Regions from separate parts of the Mus musculus genome. Here regions 1 and 3 are each linked to region 2. The links are chromatin contacts, called in public HiChIP or PLAC-seq and promoter capture Hi-C maps. All regions are on one chromosome and are shown on one strand. Each heading gives the region's core, a stretch centred on a gene start, on an enhancer-like site or on the middle of the called end of the contact. The rest is flanking DNA. Distances are from core to core; before and after follow the strand shown.

Evidence for each region. Promoter capture Hi-C pulls out the DNA fragments that hold promoters and counts their contacts. HiChIP or PLAC-seq counts read pairs in DNA pulled down with a chosen protein or histone mark.
Region 1: a CTCF HiChIP or PLAC-seq map of the NIH/3T3 cell line shows a contact between it and region 2, with 6 read pairs. The contact joins two enhancer-like sites.
Region 3: a promoter capture Hi-C map of the 3T3-L1 cell line shows a contact between it and region 2, with 3 times the contacts expected there. The contact joins the promoter of Rasgrp3 here to the enhancer-like site in region 2. A contact is called at or near these places in 7 of 39 promoter capture datasets (the 3T3-L1 cell line, cranial neural crest, hippocampal neurons and 4 more).

What each region holds. Positions count from the first base shown.
Region 1 is chr17:75,367,829-75,370,905 of GRCm38.p6, forward strand. All of the region lies in intron 31 of Ltbp1 (latent transforming growth factor beta binding protein 1), which reads left to right. Among named protein-coding and RNA genes, the nearest start is that of Rasgrp3, 67 kb to the right of the region's middle. Within about 2 kb of position 1,728, at least 17 of the 459 cell types and tissues checked have an H3K27ac peak or open chromatin away from gene starts, as enhancers often do. A contact at or near this core is called in the NIH/3T3 cell line, where this site is marked.
Region 2 is chr17:74,844,087-74,847,675 of GRCm38.p6, forward strand. The region is part of intron 16 of Ttc27 (tetratricopeptide repeat domain 27); the gene reads left to right. Among named protein-coding and RNA genes, the nearest start is that of Gm31759, 100 kb to the right of the region's middle. Within about 2 kb of position 2,280, at least 81 of the 459 cell types and tissues checked have an H3K27ac peak or open chromatin away from gene starts, as enhancers often do. A contact at or near this core is called in the NIH/3T3 cell line, where this site is marked.
Region 3 is chr17:75,434,411-75,437,689 of GRCm38.p6, forward strand. It overlaps Rasgrp3 (RAS, guanyl releasing protein 3), which reads left to right and starts at 1,495. Exons shown (of 17, transcript NM_001166493.1): 1 at 1,495-1,758.

The DNA.
Region 1 (3,077 bases), core at 478-2,977, 520 kb after region 2:
CATTCACATCAGAGCTGGAGAGGTAGCTCAATGACTGAGAGAAAGCACTTGCTGATACTCCGGAGGACTTGAGTTTGGTTTTCAGTACCATGTCAGGTGGCTCACAACTATCTGTAACCCAAGGTCCGGAAGATCTAATGCCCTCTTTTAGCCTCTGCAGGCACCTTCACACACATGGCGTACAAGAGCTCGCGCACGCGCGCGCACACACACACACACTTACTCACTCATGTACACTAGATTCAAGTCAGCTGTGTTTTCTAATGTAATCAAATTCAAAGGCTCTTATAAAATATATAGCTACCTAATAGCTGATCATGAATCCACGGATGTAGAAATGATTGTTGTTATACAATTTTCTCTTCTACACTGCTGCTCCATAAACATAAAGATCAAGCCAGTGAGCAGAGAGTCTCATCTGAACTCCAGCCCTGGTTCTGAGGTTGGAAGGATGAGAGTACAGGGTTCTGCATTCTGACAAGTCTTGGTGAACATGCCTCCAGTGTATGTCCAACAGCTAGTGAGACACTGAGCAGCATCTGAGGAGGTTCAAACCTGCCCTCACAATGATAGTCACTAGTGTTTCAGAGGAACCAAAGAATGTGCGCGTTTTAAAACTGCATGCTCGGAACGCTGTCTCTGAGTCCTCTAAACGCACGATTTCTGCATTTCTAGACTATTGAGAAGGACAGCATTGTCCTTTGTTAATTTAAACTCTGGATTAACCCAGCCTGCCATCGCTGAACCTTCCAGTTTCTGAAGGAGGACCACCCTGTTTTAGGGAACGATTGGTTACTGATGGAAACAAGGCTGGGGGAGTTTGAAGAATAAATCGCAGTGCCTGCCATCAGCTTTGAGCATTAAAGTGCCGTGTAAAGTACAGCTCTGGCTCAAAACAGGCCTTCACACTTCTGGTCCAATAGGTCATAGGCATTAACTCTTGCTCAAGCGGCAAGTCTGGGAAGACTGGCACGTGGAGGCTGTGGGAGTGGCTCATTCCTTGAGCTCTCAGAAGCTAGACTCTGCCTTGTGTGTTGGCACTGCATGGGGGGGGGGAAGTGAGTGGAGGGTGAAGGATTTATGTTAGGAGAACCTCACACAAGAAGAACTATGTTCTTGTGTAATTTTGTTCACTTTGGGGGCCATTCTGGATTTGATGGCAGCCTTCAGCTAGTTAAAGGGGCCAAATGGCAGGCTCGTTTAGGAGAAAGCCCCTGATTATTGGTGGTAAGGTGAAGGGCGTGTGTCAGTGGTGTGGTGGCATGTGCTAACAACCTCTGCCTTCTAGAACTCCACAGGCTTCCCTATCTTGTTCCCACCCTGCCTCCTCTTCTTCCCGTCCACTTCTGCAATACCTTCTCTACCTGCCCTTACAATGTCAGTTGCTGGAGTCTCTTTTGGGAGGACATCGATATTTGATCCATTTATCATCCTGTGAACTGAGAATCTGAAAGGCAAGGCTGTTAAGAAAACCAAATAAGTTCAAACCAAATAAACCACTGTATCCATATTTCAGATGAGAGAAGGGAGAGGCAGGCTTTGCTCTCTGGGAAGTTTTCATGCCAGGCTGGAAGGAACTCGGAGTTATCAGAATGTGGGATCTTTGATTAGACATTTCCTGCTTGGTTTTCATGGGTCTCGGTGCCAGGAATTGTTGAAAGGCGCCCGCCCGGTTGGCTCTATCTTAGATGCACAACCACTGCCTCCTGCTGGAGGAGATGTGGCTGAGGAGGAGTAGCCTGCATTGTCAAGGCCTGCTCAATGCCAGAGTCAGATCCAGGCATCTTGCCTCCAGACTCTGTGGGTTTAGTGTGATCAAGTCCTCGCTCCCCCAGAACTCAAAGTGCATTTGAAATGCACAGCATTTTTTTTTGAAACATGAAAGTAACAGAGTGGCGAATTGAAGCTGAAACCTTTTAGTGTTCCTGTATGGTGTGCTGATGCAGGCAACAGGACGTGGTTTTAGAGTTAGTAGTGAGGGTTGCAAATCAAATGAAAGCAGTGTCAGCCATGCACATTGACGGGCCGGATGGGTCATGGGTCATATATACCCAGTTGGCCAATGATTCTTGCCCAAATAAAGCATAAACTTAATGTTTTTGGAATATATATATATATATATATATACACACACACACAAACATACATATACACACATATATAATATATATACATATATATGCATACATGCATATATACATATATACTGTTGTTATCAAACGAAGATAAACTTTTTTCTGTGAGCAATGAAAGGCAGACACATTTGAACACTAGATTCTATAGTACCCAGGAATCGCCGTGTTTATAATTAGACTATGTAAAGAATTTTACTCCCGATGGATAAATCATTCAGAAAGCCATGTTGTAAGGTAACTGAACATAAGGTCTTGATGGAGAGCTCCCTTCTAAAATGTATGCATGTCAGGTGCTTACCTAATGGGTTAACTAATGGGTTAACTGCAGTGTTGGGAGAGTGCCCCCTGTTGGTAGTCTCTTGTACTACAGCATACATCCACCTTAGAAGCATTCTTGAGAGCTCTGGTATTATTGGTCAGAGTGGCCCTCGCTTTCATTTTTTTGTTACAGTCTCAATGGAAATGGCAGTGGCACAAAGGCACACATTTCAATCATATTTTAATAGTGGTCAGTATATTAGAATTGTTGTCCTTTTAGATTGCAACTAAGCAGTCTGAAGATACAAATGCATATGAATACTGGGGTCACTAACTCTTTTGGGGAACACATCTTATGGATGTGTTTGAGTGACAGAAAACCAAACACCATAAGGAGAAATGAAACTGCCTGTGTCTGGAGCCGACTGATGAGCTGTGATACATCTGTCCAGTGGAGAATACTCTGCAGGCATTTTCTAACTGAAGCACAGCTACAGAGCCTGGTAGAGAATGCTGCTAAGCCATTTTTTAAACTTTTATTACATTTACTTATCGTGTGTGTGTGTGTGTGTATGTGTGTGTGTGTGTGTGTGTGTGTGTGTGTGTGTGTGTAGTGAGATCCTGTAGGTCTGGGTCAACAGGCTTGCCAGAAAACATCTTTACCCATTGAGCCATATTGCCAGC
Region 2 (3,589 bases), core at 1,030-3,529:
TAGTGATTTCGTTTTTCCATAGTGAGTACATAAAGGCTATAAGTTTATAATTATTTTAAAATAGACAATGATATAAACTAGAGAGAGATTATCCTGTTTTTTTTTCTCCTAGTATTTTTGTTTTGTTTTGTTTTTTGAGACAGGGTTTCTCTGCATAGCCCTGGCTGTCTTGGAACTCAGAAATCCGCCTGCCTCTGCCTCCGGAGTTCTGGGATTAAAGGCGTGCGCCACCACGCCCGGCTTCTCCTAGTATTTGTAAAAGGTGTATTAGTTGTATAAATTGTTGTTTTCTTCAATCATAATTTTGAGTGACATATAGATTGATGAAACTTGGGAACAGCATTCTGTAATAATACTACTTTTCTAGCATCTGTACTTTATGACATCTGTGTTTACATATATACCCTTTCTTAGTGGTCATTGAACCTGATTTTTGTGTTCATAATTAGTCTTTATTCAGCTTGCAGGTTTCTATCCTAGTAAACAGTGAGCAGCCAGGCGCACACATCCATCTCTGTGAGCCACATTTCTCCCTGGTTTCTTGGTTTTAGTCTTATTCTTGGTAAGTTGGCAATCATTTGGAAAAGGAATTTCAGTTTTATATATTAATATCTTATTTGTTTTTAAGAAGTAACACAACTGATTGCTTAGTATGTTCCTGCCACTTAACACAGATTATCTTTATAGAGCACACGGTACTTGGAGTGGACACTAAAGATTCTTCAGCATGGCGTCAGTTGAGCATGAGGCCCAGGAAGTGGATCTGGTTAGTGGAAGTTGAAGGACAGTCAGTGGCAGTGTGCCTTAGTGTCTGACTGAGGGAGGATTTATGTGAGGTACCTCTCCTCATCAGGTTAATATGCTAGTGAATTGTTTCTAATAAAGTGTTCTTAGTTGAGGTATAAGTTACTAGTAATAAAACATGGAGATTTTTTTAGCTTTATACATTTTGACTGTTATATATTCTAATATAATCCGACTCCCATTTTTGTCACTGCAGAGTCCTATTTATGTTCCAGTTTAGTCAGTTGAGCCACCACCCTTCCCCCAACTAAGAAACAGCTTTGAGGCTTCTGTTACCACAGCTCACTGTCGCTTTCCTCGAGTATCACAAAACTGTCCCGTGTAGCTGTGTGTCGGTGGTATTCTTTGTGTAGATTTCTGGCAGATATTTTCTTTGGAGTCATGAAAAGGTGCTATTGATGGTCAGCAGGGCAGGTTGCCAACCAAATTAAAGTCTGAGAATAAATGATGATTGAGTATTACCTGAGAGAAAGAGAGAGGAAACAGGCTCACTTTGTATAAATTACAGCTTTGGAAAATAGATGCTATCTCTGTTTTACTGGAGGAACCTGAGGCTCAGCAAGGTAAGCTAATAAAGTAGATGTGTTTTAGCTGGCAGGCAGTAGAAGGCAGGAAAGCCAGGGCTGGAAATCTGGCTCGCACGTGTGTGTGTGTGTGTGTGTGTGTGTGTGTGTGTGTGTGTGTGTGTGTGTACGTGTGTGTACGTGTGTGTACGTGTGTGTGTGCTCGTGAGTATACACATGCAGATGTATGCATACATGTGCCTGTGGAGGCCAGTGATCCCGTGTTAGTTGTGCCTCATCACCTTATTTTCATAGGCAGGGTCTCTCACTGAGGTGGAACCTGTGCACCTGGCAAGCATAGACAGCCAGTGAGCCCCAGCCATCCTCCTGTCTCTGCCTCCCTAGTTCTAGGATTATAGGCGCACCTGGTACGAGGGGTGCTGCAGATTCAAACTGAGGGCTTCACATTTTGAGCAAGGACATTACTCACTGAGCCATTTTCCTAGCACCAATCCATCACAACCCCTTAGAGCTTTTTGTTTTGTTTTTGTTATCAAGAAGGAACACAAAGGAAAATGCTCAGCTTCTGTCTTCTCTTCCTAATGAGGCTTTTGGGAATCCAAGAGTTAGGTTATCAGTCCAGGAAACAGCATCTTACTTGGAGAACTCCAAGTAGAGCAGAGTTAGGCAAACAGTGGAGGTGGGAAATTGCTTCATTTCTGGCCTGAAGCCCATCTGGAAGTTTTTGTAACAGGACCCGAGGTAGTCCTATTCCTTCCTGCTCTGAAGACCTCCAGGATTCAGAGGGCTGAACTCTGTGCAGCAGGCCAAGACTGTGATGAGATTTGGCTGAGGACGTCAAGGTTAGTGTGTTAGGGGAGAAGATGGAAATGCTCTTTTGCCAGACTGGCCAGCGTTTGTTTATGTTAGAACTGCCTCTCTGTTATGTGTGAGGCCTTCGCTCTTCCAGGACCTGTGTGGTGCTCACACAGCTGCACTTGGTACATTCCTCAAGCGTGGTCTGGCATAGAGGGGAGACATAGATGTTGAGCATAAAACACAAAACCAAACAACACAAGCCCCACCATCTGCCAGCCAAGAAAACCGAGCAGCTGGGAACAGCGGTGTCCAAGTACTGAGAGGCTGAGGCTGAGGGTCACAGTGTGAGGCCAGCCCAGGCCATTTAACACAACTTAACAAAAGAGGTGAGGGGCAAATTAGGACATTGTCAGGTTTTAAACCTCCAGGGATTTGTCACTGCAAGCCTCCCCTTCGGGAGCTTCTGACAGGGGTGTGGAGTGTTTGGATGCTGACTCATCAAGTCAGATGCTGACTCAGCCTGGATGAAGGGACACATGTCACACTCGATTCAGTGCATAAACATTATTGTAATAGGTTTATTACAATAAACTCTTTGTTTTCTACATGCTTCATCTACAGTTGGTTTTCTGTACAGTTTGTAATGAATTCGTTTAAAGAATTTGGTTTACATATGAAGTACACAATATCTAAAGACAGTCTGTTGACATAAACATTAGAAAGAGGCACCTGTGGAATTACAGAAGCAAGCGTTTTCACATTATTGAATTTTATACAAATGCCTGTAGTACTCTGTAAAACTAAAACTATGGCTTCCGTGTTTTCCTCAAGTGCACTTTCTAGATGAGGTTAACTCTCAAATTAGTCTCAGTAGATTTGAAAGGAATATTTTATAAAGTATCTTTTCCACAGGAAAACAACAACAACCAAAAAGAAAACAAAAACAAAAGTAAAACAAAAAATTTACAGAATGATGAAAAGTAAAGAACATGCTCTTAAATACCCAGCAGCTGTGCTGGTTGGAATGAGAACACCTGTAGATTTGATTGCTTGATCACTAGGGAGTGCCACCACTTGAAAGGATTAGAAGGTGTGGCTTTGCACATTTCAAGCTCAGGCTGGGACCTGTCTCTGTCTCTGTCTCTGTCTCTGTCTCTGTCTCCCCTCTTCTCTTCTCTTCTCCTCTCCTCTCTTTTCCCCCTCCCCCTCCTCCCTCTCCTCCCACCCTACCTCCACCCCTGCTGTCTGTGGATCTGGATGTAGAACTCTCAGCTCTCAGCTATTTATCCAGCACTATGTCTGCCTGCATGCTGCCATGCTCCTCATCATGTTAAAAATTGAGTAAACCTCTGAAAAACTTTAAGCGAGCCCCAGTTAATTGCTGTCCTGTCCTTGTGGCAGCTCTTCATAGCAGTAGAACACCTAGTAACACAGTAGATTAAATGAAAAATCAGAAAGTAGGT
Region 3 (3,279 bases), core at 245-2,744, 590 kb after region 2:
TTCCATTGGATTTGACATCTCTAGTATCCAGTGGCATTAGAACTCATGGGTGTGCCCCCCACACACACGTAATTAGAAGTAAAACAAATCTTTAAAAAATAATACAGACCAGTTTATACTTCTACTTACTATTACACAAATGGTTGTTTCTCTACATATCAGTATCAGAAGTTAGCAAAAGTTTTAGCTGCTCGTCTGTTATGTGGGAAAAAATGCTATTATTTTGGGGTTTGCTTGCATTGTCAATAATATGAGGGAATTTGGATTGCAAGAATGCAGAAAAGCTATGTCTGTTTTTCCCATTCATATTAGATTCAGAAGGTATATTCCTTTTTTCTTTTCTTTCTTTCTTTCTTTCTTTTTCTTTCTTTTTTTTGGTATTTTGACTCAAGAAATTCTCTACTTTTTCTCTTAAAGACTTTTATAATTCCTCTGCATGTGTGTGTGAACACACACACACACACACACACACACACACACACACACTGGAGGGGTCACTTTGTAGAGGCCAGAGGAGGGTGTTGGCACTCTCAGAATTGGAGTTACAGGCATTTGTGGGATGCTGGGCTTATTCTATGGGTACTGGAAAACACTTTCTAGCCCCTAGGGTTGCTAGCAAGTGCTTGTAACCTGCTGAGTCAGCTTTCCAGCCTCAACATATTTTTAAATGAAAGGAGAGAATGAGTCTGACATGGTGCTCACTTTGTAATCCTAGTATTTGAGCGGTGAGGCAAGAGGATCACGAGTTTGAGCCTAGCTTGGGCTGTGTAGTAAGGCATCGTCTAAACTGTCTGAGGAAAGGAAAGGAAGGGAAGGGAAGGGAAAGGAAAGGAAAGGAAAGGAAAGGAAAGGAAAGGAAAGGAAAGGAAAGGAAAGGAAAGGAAAGGAAAGAAAAAAATAAGACAGAAAGCAAAAGAACAGAACAGAACCAGGTCTTCCTCCTGGTATTCAGGCACCCCCCCCCCACTCCCACAAATTTGTCTTTCAGGAAATGAAGGATGCAGTGTGAATCTGCTCGTGGTAGTTTACACAGAAAATGCTATTATTTCTGAATTCAAGCTTCGCTGGTGGGAAGTGACAACTTCTAGTCAAGTAGAGACTGAGGGACCAGTTAAGTCACAACTCAATGGCTCACACTAAAGTTGAATTATTTAGGTTAAATTTTCTTCAGTGTGTTTACCAGTGCAGACTTGGAAGGAACACACACACACACTCATACATGCATATGTGTGCACATGCACACGTGCGCACACACACATGCACACTGTACACACACACACACACACACACCTAACACACACACCTCTGACTGCCTTTTGAAATCAAATACATTTCCTGCCTCCTCTTTCCTCGGTACTCACAGCAGCAGCTTATTTATAGCACAGGAAAGGGGAAAAAAACAGCGCTCCACTGGAGGCCGGAAAACTAAGTAGGGAAAGAATAGGAGGAAGTGGGCCTGCCATTTAGCCAAACAGCCTTTACTTCATTGAGCTCAAAGCCTAGCCCCTTCAAGGTAGTGGTTTGTTGGGCACGAATAGGCTTGCAAATCTCTTTCTTTCTTTCTTCTTCTTTTTATTATTTTGCTTTTCCTCTTCACTTATGAATTGGACTTGAGCAATGGAGGGGACAACAGCTCTTTCAGGGGGAGCCCAGCCATCTTGAGGGGTTCAGGCACCTTGAAGAGACTTTCAAGAACCTGGTGAAAGGAGGATCCACACCTCTTGTGAACTTCCACTGACTACATGACTGCGGATTCGGGTATGTGTCCCTTTTAAGTTTGCGTCTTGCTATTTCTCACGTTTCCTTGGCTTTGCTTATTGGGCACAGGCAATATTTGTGATCTGAGGGCAGGTCCTACTATAACTGTAACACGAGCTTTGCTTGTGTCTCTGAAGAGTAGCCAGCCGTCAGAGTCAGCAATGGCATCCTGAGCTTCTGGTAGCAAGTGTGTATTTTACGGAAGTTGTTTTCTTGTGGTGACTTCCTTAAATCTCAGCATCATCTATAATCTCCCTGACGGTCATTTTTGAAAACATCTGCCTGACACTATTTGTGCTTTGTGTCAGGCTGGTCAGTAATCTGTCGGTCACTTCTTTGAGGAATACTGGTTTAGAATATACTTAATAACCATGTCTTTAAACACAACCAAACCATTGCTGAAGTTATTTTGCTGAAATTTAAGTTTTGTGTACAGCTGTGAAGATGAAAATTCATCTGGTACAAAGTTTCCTTTCTTAATCAATCATTCTTAAACAATGATGAACTTCTAAAACATAAAGGCAACATCCAAGCCCTGAGCTTTTCCAGAGACAGGAATTATTCATAGCAATTATTTACATCTGAGTTTTTTTCCAAAACCTTTCTGCTGTATAAATTTTGAGGGTCTTGAAAAAATATCCTTGTGCTTAGAAATGGAAAGGTGGGAGGGAAATTAAATAAACCTAAAAGAGTTGATGATGCTCACAAAAACTTGGAAGGCTTCTGGGGACATGCCGAGGGACATCCCTTGGCATTACGTGAATGCTTTTGTTTAAATGATGAGCCTGTGTGCTTCCAGGGCAGATAACCTCCACCTTTGCGTGGTAATGACGCTTGATTGATGTCAGCACAGTGACTGACCAAGAAGTAGGCTCTGCCAGTTGTTGAGAAGGAAACAGGTTGCTTTTCTTTCTGCCTCTCCTTGCATGAGATTTGTGTGTTTAGAGTTTGCAGCAAGAAGATAGCAAAGTTAAAAAAGCAGAACTGTGAGCCCACCAGAACTGGTGCGGAGCCCGGGGCTTCCTTCTAAGTCATGGTGGCTCTCTTTGGCCCTTTTCTCTGCTGAAAGAATTTAAGTGGGTATTTTGTTGTTGTTGTTGTTGTGCTGTTTTATATTGTTTTTCTGACTAGAAATTTGTAAGTCATTCCATGGAAATAGGTTCACAGAGATATTTTTTTAAAAACACAGGAAAAGCATGACTGTTTTGTTTGTACTGTTTTGAAACGCTTTGAAGAGACAAAGGGAAACACAGTGACTCGAGATTTCCGTGAGAGAGCTAAGCAAATCACTCTCCACGTTGGTTTCCCATGGCAGCACGGTATTTCCAAAGTCAGTTCTGAACCCAAGTTGTTCTATTGAGCTACCACACACATGGCTCTGGGGATGGCGACCTCGCTCTCAATAACCCTGATTCTGCTATCGGTTGAACCTGTCCCTCCCAAAATTGTTAAACGTCTTTGCCAGCTGAGCAGACGCTTTGATTAAAGCTCTTCCTTCCTATGCAAAGGAAGATTGAAGCT